Linked DNA regions of Macaca mulatta: region 2 is linked to region 1. A link is a contact called in public Hi-C data. All regions are on one chromosome and are shown on one strand. Each heading gives the region's core, a stretch centred on a gene start, on an enhancer-like site or on the middle of the called end of the contact. The rest is flanking DNA. Distances are from core to core; before and after follow the strand shown. Region 1 holds the start of MIEF1 (mitochondrial elongation factor 1). Region 2 holds the start of RPL3 (ribosomal protein L3).

Region 1 (5,994 bases), core at 1,045-3,544:
CCCATGCTCCATTGCCATGGGAGCACTGGGGGCAGGGAGAGGCCTTGTCAGTCGAAGTAAAGATAAGACCCTAAAGAGCAAGTGGATCTAGGGGGGTTGATCTGAAGGGGAGACCCCTCCAAACGACCTCCCTCTGTCCTCCCTCCGAAAAATAACATTCCATAGAACGAGAAAGTCAGGAGAGATAGGAAGAGGTCACCTGGTATGCCAGGTGGAAATGTCACCAATTTATTTGGGTCACAAAATTCTTTAAAAAGCAAATTAGGGCAGCCTGAAAGAGTGGCAAGAACACACGTTTCAGAGTAAGACAGACTTGGTTTCCACCGAAAGCTTCTTTCCTTCTTAGCTCAGTGTCTTAGAGAAATTACTATGCCTCTCTCCATCTTGGCTTTCTTCTCTTTCTTTTTTGTTTTTGTTTTTTTTTTTGAGATGGAGTCTTGATCTGTCACCCAGGCTGGAGTACAGTAGTGTGATCTCGGCTCATTGCAACCTCTGCCTCCTGGGCTCAAGCAATTCTCCTGCCTCAGCCTTCTGAGTAACTGGAATTACAGGCGCTATGCCACCACACCCGGCTAATTTTTGTATTTTTAGTAGAGATGGGGGCTTCACCATGTTGGTCAGGTTGGTCTCGAACTCCTGACGTCAAGTGATCCGCTTGCCTCAGCCTCCCAAAGTGCTGGGATTACAGGCATGAGCCACTGTGCCCGGCCCTGCAACAGACTTTTGATTGGTCTCCCTGCCTCAGCCCTGGTTCCATTCCATTACTCTCAAGCCAGACGCATCCTGTTGAAAGGGAAGTCAGATCCCAGCACTTCTTGGCTCCGAACCCTGCTGTGGGTCCTTTGCACCCACCATATCCCTCCCAGTTCTGATAAGGGCCTCTTTCCCAGCTCCCGCTCACCTGGCTGCGAAATCACTGGCCTTCGTCCTGCTGCTCCTAGACCACATTGAGCTTAAGGGCATACCTGGGGGTAGGCCTGAAATGCTCTTCCCTGCCATGTTCTTCTCCTGGTTCTTGTCCTTTTGATAGCCTGACTATTCTGTAATTGCCCACCCCTCTCCTGGTAGATATTACCTTTTAATCCTCACCACAGCCCCAAGGCTGGGAGAGGTTAGGAAACTTGGCAGAGGGCAGCTGTCCCTAAGTGGTGGAACTGGAACTAGGAGCTAGCAGTGGCCCTGTGGCCCCGGACTCCAAAGCCCCAGGCCTTGGGCTTGGCTGAGCCAGGTACGGAGGGAGGCACTTGGGAGAGGGGACTTCCACAGAGAAACCACCTGGGTCCTCAAATCCAGTGAGAGACAGAGAAGCAAATGGATAAATTACAGTGCCTGGCAAATGGTAGGCGCCAATAAATACGTTTTGTTGTTGAACAGATTATGAGCCTTAAGATGTGCAGACGGCCGGGCGCGGTGGCTCACGCCTGTAATCCCAGCACTTTGGGAGGCCGAGGCGGGCGGATCACGAGGTCAGGAGATTAAGACCACGGTGAAACCCCGTCTCTACTAAAAATACAAAAAATTAGCCGGGCGCGGTGGCGGGCGCCTGTAGTCCCAGCTACTCGGGAGGCTGAGGCAGGAGAATGGCGTGAACCCAGGAGGCGGAGCTTGCAGTGAGCCAGGATCGCGCCACTGCACTCCAGCTTGGGCGACAGAGCGAGACTCCGTCTCAAAAAAAAAAAAAGATGTGCAGACATTTCCGTGGGGCCTAAAGAAGACACATGAGTGTATTAGAGGGAGCGAGGAAGGGGCTGGGAGAGATTTCCCAGTGAAGGGGGACATTTGAGGTACACTTTGAAGGAAGGGTAGGAGTTTGCTAGAAGCCACGCGGCCTGGGGAGTAGGAACAGCATGGAGGAAAGAAGTCGAAAAGAAGTCGATGTGAGAAAATAGGTTTGGAGGAGCTCTAAATATTAGTGTTAGAATTCCCTCAGGTACCCCAGGACCCCAGCCAGAGATCAGCAGACGGTACAGGAGGCTGGCCAGGCACCCCGGACAAGCTAAGGGGCTGCCAGCAGGTGAGGGGCCTAGCGGGTGCGGCAGCCTCGTTGGACAGCGAGGGTACCTCCTGCCCTCTAACCTTCTGCCAGCATCGGGACCACCCCGGTACCCACAGCCGAACCCAGACAGCGGAATCCTCTAGGGACAGGGCGCGAGTGGCCTCTGCAGGCCCGTCCCTTGGTGAGGTCACACACGGAGGCGGGGCTCAGGATTGGGGGGCGGAATCATGCGCAGGGGGCGGGGCCCGAGAGAGAGCTTGGAGGAGACCGGAAGTCCCTCCGCCTCCGCCCGCCCTCGTGCTCCCTTCAGCCCCTTCGTAGCTCAGTGCGCAAGGTCGTGTCCCGGAAGTGAAGGGGCCATGTTGATGGGTGACCCGGGGAGAGGTACCCGGCCGGAGGCGAGTCCTGCGGAGTGGTAGCGCGCGCGGCCTGCGGGTGAGTGAGGGGAGGAATGAGGACCGGCGGCTGCTGGGTGGCCGGGAGGTTGCGGCGCCTCCTCTCAGGCTGCTGCCGGCGCCTCGCATGCGGCCCGGACCCAGGAGACCGGCCTGCAGCCGGTGGTCTCGCCCCATCCCGTCCTGGGCTTTCCCCTGGGAGGCCCCTTGGCGGCCCCGCCCCGCCCCAACCTCGGAGACTTCCCGGGTCCCGGAGCAGGGCTGCCCTGGCCTCTGGGCCTCCGCACCCCGGCCCGGCCCCCAGGGTTGGGGAAGTGCAGACTGGCTGGGGCTCAGCCGCCCACTCTCCTAGCGACCTTGTAGTTACAGCCCTCGCCGTGACAGTCGGCTTTTGCCTCATCAAACACTTCTGTTGATTTTCTACATCGGAAGGCCGAGGGAGCTCTTAAACAGTTGAGGAAAAATGGACAGAGATGGTGGCTTGCTCAGGCTTGCGCAGGAAGTTAGCAAGGCCGGAGGCTAAGGGCTAGCGGACTTTGGGCCCAAAGTCCGATCTTTTTTTCCAGCCAAATACTTCCCCCACTCGGTGTCATTTCTTTATTTCTGAAACGGAGGTGATCATTTTTTCCACATAGGGACGTTGTGAAATTCTCTCCTTCGTTAAACATAATTTTGAGCCCCTTGTATGTGCCAAGCGCTGTGCTAGGAAAGTTCGCGGAGCACCCAGAAGTGCTGTACACATGGTCCGGCTCCAGCAAAGGGTAACTCATTCCAGAGGCAGGCAGAGTTGGGGTCAGGAGTGCAGCCCTCCCCTTGACAGTTGTGGGCCCGCGGGCAAGTTACTTCCCTCTGGGAGATTGTTTCCTCCACTTAAAATGGGGTAATGTTGACCCTAGGGTAGCTGACAGAATGAGTTGTTACGTGAGACATGCTTCAAACATTGTACATTGTGTATAGTGCAATATAGTGCAATAAGCATTTACTGTTACTAAGAACCCTGACCACCTCCTAGATTGTTAGTGTAAATGTGACAATGGGCAACAAAGCACTTTACAGATACGCTTGTGTAAGGGTTTATTGTTACTGAAGGAAGGCAGTGGCAGTTTATACTTAAATGTAATTGTTTATTGAGCATCTACAAACCTGGCTAGGTGGTACTAATAACAGCTGCTGTTGATAGAGTGCTTAGTGTGTGCCAAGTGCTGTTTTAAACATGTTCACATACATTAAATTCATTTAGTGCTTATGCCAACCATATGGGCAAAATAAGATTTTTATCCTCACTTTATAGATGAGGAACTGAGACAGGCACAGAGAGGTTAGGAGACTTGCCCACGGTAGTGCAGCTCGCAAGTGCTGATGCCAGGATTTAAGTATGGCTGAGTGCTTGTCTTCAGCCCTCCTAGATCACCCCCTGTGGTGAAGTTGTATTACCGTTCTTTACATGCACAGTTCTCAAAATATAACCCTATGTGGTAGGTACTATTGCCATAATATCCTAATCTCCATTTTGTAAGTGAGGACGCTGGTGCTCAGTGGGGATTCAGTCCTTTGCCCAAAGTCATATGGCATGTAAGTGGCAGGGCCAGGATTTGAGCCCTGGTGAACCACAACCTGTATGTTTCCAGAATGGGCATCCAGAGGCCGGGGTCTCTAGTCCTAGTCTTGCCATTAAGTCATAAGGTGATCTAGGGGGTCTCTGGAACTTGGATTAAAAATGTCTTATAGTCTCTACAGGTCCTTTTGTTATTAATTCTGATACTAGGCTTGTATGTCTTTCCTTCTGTTTATAGTGTGACACCCAGCCCCTGCCAGTCCCCCATGGCCCGGTGGAGCCGAGCGGCGGTGCTGAGTCTCTATCGGGCTCTGTTGCGCCAGGGCCGACAGCTTCGCTACACTGATCGAGACTTCTACTTTGCCTCCATCCGCCGTGAATTCCGAAAACATCAGAAGCTAGAGGACCCTGAGGCCCGGGAGAGGCAGCTGGAGAAGGGCCTGGTCTTTCTCAACGGCAAATTGGGGAGGATCATTTAGGATCCTCCAAGGGAAAGAGGACAAAGGTGCCTTCTGTAGACACTCCTGCTCTCTCCCATCCCCACCTTACAGATGCATTAAGAAGCCTCAGGTATGTAGGCCCTTATTCCTGTAGGTTTCGTTATTTTTTTGTTGCAAGGGACCGAGAAAAGGATCAAAGTCGTCCTTTTAGTCATTAGAAATCAGTGGAGAGCCAGGTGCGCTGGTGTGCATCTATAGTCCCAGCTCTGCAGGAGGCTGAGGCAGGAGGATGGCTTGAGCCCAGGAGGTTGAGGCTGCAGTGAGCTATGATTGCATCACTGCACTCCAGGCTGGGTGACAGAATGGGACCCTATCTCTGGGGAAAAAAAAAAAAAAGGCCGGGCGTGGTGGCTCACGCCTGTAATCCCAGCATTTTGGGAGGCCGAGATGGGCGGATCATGAGGTCAGGAGATCGAGACCATCCTGGCTAACATGGTGAAACCCCGTCTCTACAAAAAATACAAAAAAAAAAAAAATTAGCCAGGCGTAGTAGCGGGCACCTGTAGTCCCAGCTACTCGGGAGGCTGAGGCAGGAGAATGGCGTGAACCCGGGAGGCGGAGCTTGCAGTGAACCCAGATCGCGCCACCTCACTCTAGCCTGGGCAACTGAGCAAGACTCCGTCTTGGGAAAAAAAAAAAAAAAGAGGACATTTGAGGTCTGCCTCAAATGAGAAATAGAGGCTTATCAGCAGCAGGGCAGGGAAGTGGGAACTGCACAATTTTTTTTTTTTAAAGAGACAAGGTCTCACTCTCGCCCAAGTTGCAGTACGGTGGCATGATCATAGCTCTCGGGAACCTTGAATGCCTGGCCTCAAGCAGTCTTCCCTTTTCAGCCTCCTGAGTAGCTGGGATGCCAGGCATGTACCAACGTGCCCAGCTAATTTTTTATTTTTTATTTTTTTGTAGAGATAGTCTTGCTGTGTTGCCCAGGCTGCTCTCAAACTCTTAGCCTCAAGCGATCCTCCCATCCTTGCCTCCCAAAGCATTGGCATTATAGGGGCAAACAGCTCTGCCTGTCCAGAAACTGCACTTTGTAGTCTGGAAACTTAAGTCTGGTGTGGCCAGAATGGTACCTCTGTAAGGCAGATAGCCAGAGTTGAGGCTGGGCCAGATCTGGAAGGACATTGACTCCAAGTTGAGATGGTAATGTGTATCTTATTATGCGGGGACCATCACAGCTCTGTAAGCAGAGGAATGACATAGCCACATTTGTATCGTAGAGGGAGCGTACCAGTGGCAGTGTGAAGAATAAATTGATGAGAGATACTAGAGGTAGTGGATGTAGCTGGATGAGATTGAGGGACCGAGGGGTTGGGGTGGCCGCATATAAACACAGTGTGTATAGCAGTGGGACTTGGTGATCAGTTGGCTGAGGCAGGAGGAGGAGAGAGAAAGATGAAGAGTAACTGGGTAACTGGGTGTAAGGCCTGCCAGCTGGGTGGAGGGTGCTGCTTTTAACTGGAGGAGGGAAAGCTGGAGGAGGAGCCTTATGTAATGGCTTTTGGTTCTTCTCAGCCACTTAGGATTGGTACACCTGCCTTTGGCAGT
Region 2 (6,314 bases), core at 3,282-5,781, 200 kb before region 1:
TCCAAGCTCCCCTTTGCAGTTATCTACTGAGCTACAAAGAGCAAAGGGTCCAGGAACATGGTAAGAAGTTGTCCCCTGGCCCTCTGCTATCCCAGCCACTTCTGACCACAAGGCTGTTCTCAGAAGGAAGGCAGTAGAGAATGGTTCCACAGTGTCTGATTCGGGCGCTGTGCCCAGCGCTCACTCTGAGCCTCATCACTGAACAGCTGGGCCTAAAATCACTTCTCCCCCAAGTTTGCACAGCAATGCAAGCTGCTGCAAAGCTCACCTTTGTAGCCTTTGCCCTTGGTGACCCCGATGACGTCGATCATCTCATCCTGCCCAAACACTTGGTTCACAGGTACCTGCTGCTCGAGCCTCTCGCGGGCCCAGTCCAGCTTCTCGGCCACGGTGCCTCCGTTCACCTGGATCTCCATCAGGTGGGCCTTCTTCTGGCGCAGAGGAAGCAGGCGCATCTAGGAGGAGGTAGACACAACTCAGCTCCAGCTGCCAGTGCTCCTCCCACAGCAGAGGAACTACAGCTCCATGCGGCCTGATTGATGTCAAGCACACAGCAAAAAGCCAGTTAACTCTGAACAAATCACTGAACCTCACAAAGAGGAAATAACTTTCATTTTTGCCAACAGCAACAACTTAACTTTGGATTCTGGTGCCTGAGTTACTGTCAGGATGAGCGGACAGGGCCCACACCACAGGCAAACAACCAGATCCCAGCACCTACCAGCCCAGTGTTCCTGTAGCTGTCCTTTGGGTCAGTTCCCCTGGGGTATTGCAGTAGTTTTACCTCAGCTACCTACACTTCCCCTAGTGACAAGCCTGCTTTTGAGACAGCACAAGCTCTAAATAAGAAAATCCATCACCGGACGCGGTGGCTCACGCCTGTAATCCCAGCACTTTGGGAGGCCGAGGCAGGTGGATCATCCGAGGTGAGGAGTTCAAGACCAGCCTGACCAACATGGAGAAATCCCATCTCTACTAAAAATACAAAATTAGTGGGGTGTGGTGGCGCATGCCTGTAATCCCAGCTACTCGGGAGGCTGAGGCAGGAGAATCGCTTGAACCTAGGAAGCAGAGGTTGTGGTGAGCCGAGATAGGGCTATTGCACGCTAGCCTGGGCAACAAGAGCAAAACTCTGTCTCAAAAAAAAAAAAAAAAAAAAGCATTTAAGCATAAAGCGTTCACTCAGGAACAGCCCAGCAATGTCCTGACAAAATTTCAATGGTGGACATGCACTCTAATCTGTGGTGGCCCTCACCACATGGGGTTGTGCTCAGCACTTGAAAGGATAACCTATAACAGGACAGCAAGAGACACCCACTCTAACCAAGTCAATAAAGGGCCTGCTCAGCTCACAAACTAGGTTTCCAGGAAAGCAGCCAGTACCTCACAACCAACTTTCAGGCAGGCATTTCAGTGTCACTGGTGAGTCACCAGTTGGGTCAGCCAGTTGAATTTTAAAGGGGCGTGGTTCCCTTGCTAAGGGCCAGTAAGGACACAGTGCCCTCTGCTGGCAAGGGAGAAGCCTACTCACACACATGGGGGCACAGGACCCCTATGATCACATAGGTCACTTTTACTAAGTGGCAGGCCAAGCCACCCCGGGGAACTGCACTCACCTGGGTGTGGGCAATGACACGGATGACTTGGCAGTACTTCTTCATGCTGCTGAAGTCCTTCTCCAGCTGCTTCTTGCCATCCTCATCCTGCCATTTCTTGCAGTACTTGGTAAAGGCCTTCTTCTTAGATTTATGCCTTCAGGAGCAGAGTAGAGTTGGGGAGGGGGCCGGGTGCAGGCCTTCATCACCCCTCGAGGGGTGAGCGGAAGACACACTGGCACCGCGTGGGGATGGGGCTCATTGCCGGCTTCTAAGGAGCCTTTTCCACCGGCAAGCGGAGCCTGGATGGAGCTCATCGGGCAGAGCCGAGCGGAGCTGAGCAGAGGTCCACAAGGTTAATTTAAGTTACAAACATTCAAACAAAATTCTTGCTCCTGGGTGCTAGAAAGCAAGCTTTCTGACTTGGGGGAGCACCCATTCAGTGATGGAGGAAATGGGACACTCCAGCCAGGGCCAGAGGCCCTTGCCACCCCTATAGGGGTTGAATTATCCTGCTACCTCTCATGGTTTCTAGTTGGACTCCTCAACCAACTGGGTCCTCAGCCACCACCCACTAGCCTGGACTCAGAATGAGGGTGTCAGCTCCCAGCTGAAGCCCGATGGCTGGCCAAAGTCTGATCGCAGGTATTTTTCTGTTCAAGAGACAAACTAAACCCGAGACAGCAGCTCCCTGCCTGCTACAGAGCTGAGAAACCATGCACACACTGCTCCCTGCTCTCCAGCTCCCAAGCTAGGGACTGCAGGGCCTCCTCCCTCACCAGTTCTTATAGAAACGCCTCTTGCATTCATCACTGATGTGCTCAGCGAAGACAGTCTTGAAGGTCCGGAGGCCTCGAGGGGTTTCCACGTAGCCCACAATGCCCACAACCACCATGGGTGGCGTCTCCACAATGGTTACAGCCTCCACCACCTCCTTCTTGTTCACCTCTGCAAAGAAAGCAGTAGTCAGACTTGGCAGGAGCCCAAGCAAGGGGTGTAATGTTTTCTAGGAAAATGCAAAATGCCCATTTAGGCCGGAAGGGCAACTGGGCCCCACACCTGCAGTCTGGACACTCAGGGCTGTCCTTACTACCTACTTCTCATTCAAAGTGCATTTATGTTCTTTAACTTAAAAAATATCAGGACCCTAGATAACCAAATACCTGTCCAGCTTCAATTCTCTTCTACAGAAACCTCTGGAGGCAGACAAGATTTGCTATTTATCTGGAAAATTCAAGTGTCCTAAATATAACTGGGACACAGAAATAGCTCTGAGCTCAGTTTAGAGTCAATATCAATTGTCTAACGTTAATGTCTCCATGGCTCAGCAACCAGTGCTGTTAGACATCTCTAAGTAGAAAACACACAGGTAAGTGGCCATTATTCAAGCTTTTAGGCGAAATGCACGTGAACAAGTAAAACATGAATGAGGCACTTCTTATTCCAGCCTCAGCAGCTCCAACCCCCCATACTAGTGTTACTTCTCTTTGCTAAGGCTCCTGGCAAATTTACTATGCTCTGAAAGCAATACCCCACTCCGCACCTAAAGCAAACAGTGCCGGCCATCTGTAGCCTTGGAATATTCCCGCACCTAAAGCGAACAGTGCCGGCCATCTGTAGCCTTGGAATATTAGTCTTGAGGTTGTCCGCTGTCACAGAAGTTCTGACAACCTGTAACTCCAGCTTAAAAAAAAAAGTCTGCCCTCTGCTAACAGCTTGACTCCATCTCTCCAGTTTCCCTCCCCCTCCACTCCTATCCCCCAACTTTCAGGAGGCCTGTACATACTAGATCCTGGCCTGTCGACTTCCCGCACGATGTGGGTCATGCCAGCCTTGTATCCCAGGAAGGCTGTGAGGTGGACCGGCTTAGACGGATCATCTTTAGGGAAGCTCTTAACCTTCCCGCGATGCCTGCTGCTGCGCTTCCGAGGCAGGAAGCCGAGCGACCCATGTCTGGGAGCCGAGAACTTTCTGTGAGACTGGGGGGGGGAAAAAATCACCGTCAGCACCAGACACCCAGCAAACCGAGTAAAAAGATAATTATCTCCTCCAGGCTCGCACATGTCAAGAATGTTTTTGTATTCAACAAAATTTAAGCTGAATCTAATTTCAAATCCTCTCAACCTGTAAGAAAACGAGCCATCCGTTTTTTTCTCTAACACCACACAAAAATACACTTAGTGACACTAAAAACTGCTCAACAGGCAGCTTTATGTGCCAATTAGCAAGGTTTTGACCACTAAAGAAAGGCACTCCAGGGACAAATAAATGCTGGGTAGCAACTAGCCAATACTACGCTATGGGCTGCCTCTAGCGCCCGGACACTAACTACACCGATACACGTAGGCCAGAGAACTCGGCAGAGCCAAATCAGAACATGACAATCAGCACACAGTTTCTGTCCGCCCGTCAATAAGTTCATCATCTGTGGCTTCTGGGAGCTCCAGAGGCCTTCGGAGTGCACAAGCGGTCCCAGATATTTCAAGAGGACTCCACAACATTCTCCTCCCGCAAGCTTCTTTACCTCCCAATGAGAACGGTGCCGAGAACCCCCACCCAAGGTCCTCCTATCCAGACAAGCTGCTTATGGGCCCTAATCCCAACTAATGATGGAGTTGGTGAGATCGAAACTCAGCAATGACTCATGGCTTTAAAAATGCCGGGCCTCCAAGCCTGCTCCCACCCTTACGGCCTGTCTCTGGCCGACCTGCAGGCCCAAAGCCAGTCCTCCAAGCGCTCTTCTCCACAAGCCTCTCGACTTTCCAGAAAATAGGCCTGACTGAGGCCCCCGCTGGGTCGCCTGTGCCCCTAGAGCAAGCCCCGGCGCCGGCCAAGCTGGGATGGCGGCGATGCGTCGCGGATTCAGCCGTGCCGACGCCGGTGACAATGAATCGGACGCCATTACAGTACATACCATCACGCCATCAAATCCCGCCGGTAGAGGTCGACTTGTTGTCGGTGTCCGCTATATAAAGTCAGATCTGGCTCCGCCCCTTCCGGCGTGCGAGCGCGCCCCCGCGGCAGACGTCGGGTCGGGGGGCACGTACCGAGCGCCATTTCTACGCATGCTCTTCCGCGCCTAACTTTCGTTCCGAGGTGGACGTCAGCTTCTGGGACCGAAATTAGACACTCTACGGCGAGGGGTCGGGTTCAAACTTAATGAAAAGCCACGGAGAAGCGGGCTGAGGGTTTGGTGTGCCACAACTCTACGGCGTCCGGCAGCAGCCAAATTTGATAATAATGAAGAAAAATGGCTGCGTCGCTTTTCTTCCTGTGATATGCAGCTATCTCTGGAATTGGCGAGGAAAGACTGAAACCCTTGTTTCCTGGCTCCGACGCTGGTTTTGCCGCGACACCAACTTGCCTTTAATACCTTTAATCTCGGGCATCCTTCCCTCAAGCCCTGTCTCTACCATTTCTCCCATGCTAATGCAGTGGCCTGCACTTGATTCTGAGAGTCTCAGGAGCGTCCCAAGCCTGCGGAACGGCCTCACGACCTCGGGTCATGCCGAGTCCAGCTGCCCAGCCTCCCTGAGCCCCACGCCTTCCAGACCTCTGCATCAACAAGGACTTTCGCTGATCTCCGCTTGGGCTCCAGGGTAACTCGGGTCCTGACCGTTTCCCTGCCTACAGGCTCCTCCCTTACGAATCTTTTTTTTTTTTTTTTTTTTTTTTTTTTTTGAGACGGAGTCTCGCTCTGTCGCGCAGGCTGGAGTACAGTGGCGCGATCTCGGCTCACTGCAACCTCCGCTTCCGGGGTCACGGTTCAAGCAATTCTCTTGCCTCAGCCTCCCGAGTAGCTGGGATTACAGGAATGCGTCCGGCTAAATTTTTTTTTTTTTTTTTTTTTTTGTATTTTTAGTAGAGACGGGATTTCACCATGTTGGCCAGGCTGGTCTTGAACTCCTGACCTCGTGATCCGCCCGCCTCGGCCTCCCAAAGTGCTGGGATTACAGGCGTGAGCCACCGCGCCCGGCCCCCTACAAATCTAAGAATCAAGTATCTCGTTACTTTACAAGGATCCCTCGTCGTTTCCTCGGAATTAAGCATCAACTTCAGCGGCCACGGAAGACGCTCTCCTAACCGTCTACTTCAGCCTCATGGCTGAACCCTAGCACACGCTCTCATATCACCTTCTGCTTCCTCCGTCCCACCCTGTCATCTTTTATTCTGGGCCTGGCCTTCGCTCCCACCGTGGTTTAAAAAACATTCTCTCGGCCATAATCCCAACAATTTGGGAGGCTGAGGCAGGCGGATCACCTGAGGTCAGGAGTTCTAAACCAGCCTGGCCAACCTGGCGAAACCCCGTCTCTATCAAAAATACAAAAATTAGCCCGGCACGATGGTGTGCGTCTTTAATCCCAGCTACTTGGGAGGCTGAGGCGAGAGAATCGCTTGAACCCAGGAGGCGGAGGTTGCAGTGAGCTGAGATTGCCAGTGCATTCCAGCCTGGGCTACAGAGCGAGACTCCGTCTCAAAAAAAAAAAAAATCTCAATCCTCACACCATCCCCAAAGGACATAACTGATAGATCTTCAATCCATTATTAGAAATCCTGGGGGCCACATATGTTTCAAAATTCAGCATTTTTTTAGTTTTAGAAAGGTACTATGGTGCACCCACTGTATATTATGTAATCCAGTACTCTTTAAAGAAAAACAATATTCTGTAAGGAAACATGAATATTCACATTGAGTGGGATAAATATAAATAGACTCAC

The links. A called contact is a pair of places that touch in the nucleus more often than the background predicts.
Region 2: a Hi-C map of fetal cortical plate shows a contact between it and region 1, with 2.2 times the contacts expected there. The contact joins the promoter of RPL3 here to the promoter of MIEF1 in region 1. A contact is called at or near these places in 2 of 14 Hi-C or Micro-C datasets (cortical neurons and fetal cortical plate).

What each region holds. Positions count from the first base shown.
Region 1 is chr10:12,039,369-12,045,362 of T2T-MMU8v2.0, reverse strand. It overlaps MIEF1 (mitochondrial elongation factor 1), which reads left to right and starts at 2,294. Exons shown (of 6, transcript NM_001194095.3): 1 at 2,294-2,431; 2 at 4,185-4,451. It overlaps MIURF (mitochondrial elongation factor 1 upstream open reading frame), which reads left to right and starts at 2,321. Exons shown (of 4, transcript XM_077949780.1): 1 at 2,321-2,431; 2 at 4,185-4,516. The coding sequence starts at 4,213. The coding sequence ends at 4,425.
Region 2 is chr10:12,239,827-12,246,140 of T2T-MMU8v2.0, reverse strand. RPL3 (ribosomal protein L3) reads right to left here and starts at 4,531. Exons shown (of 10, transcript NM_001193554.1): 1 at 4,510-4,531; 2 at 3,382-3,574; 3 at 2,375-2,543; 4 at 1,617-1,752; 5 at 269-455. The coding sequence starts at 4,512. It overlaps LOC114670668 (small nucleolar RNA SNORD43), which reads right to left and starts at 4,025; the gene lies at 3,962-4,025. It overlaps LOC114670696 (small nucleolar RNA U82P), which reads right to left and starts at 1,807; the gene lies at 1,753-1,807. It overlaps LOC114670688 (small nucleolar RNA U83B), which reads right to left and starts at 207; the gene lies at 113-207.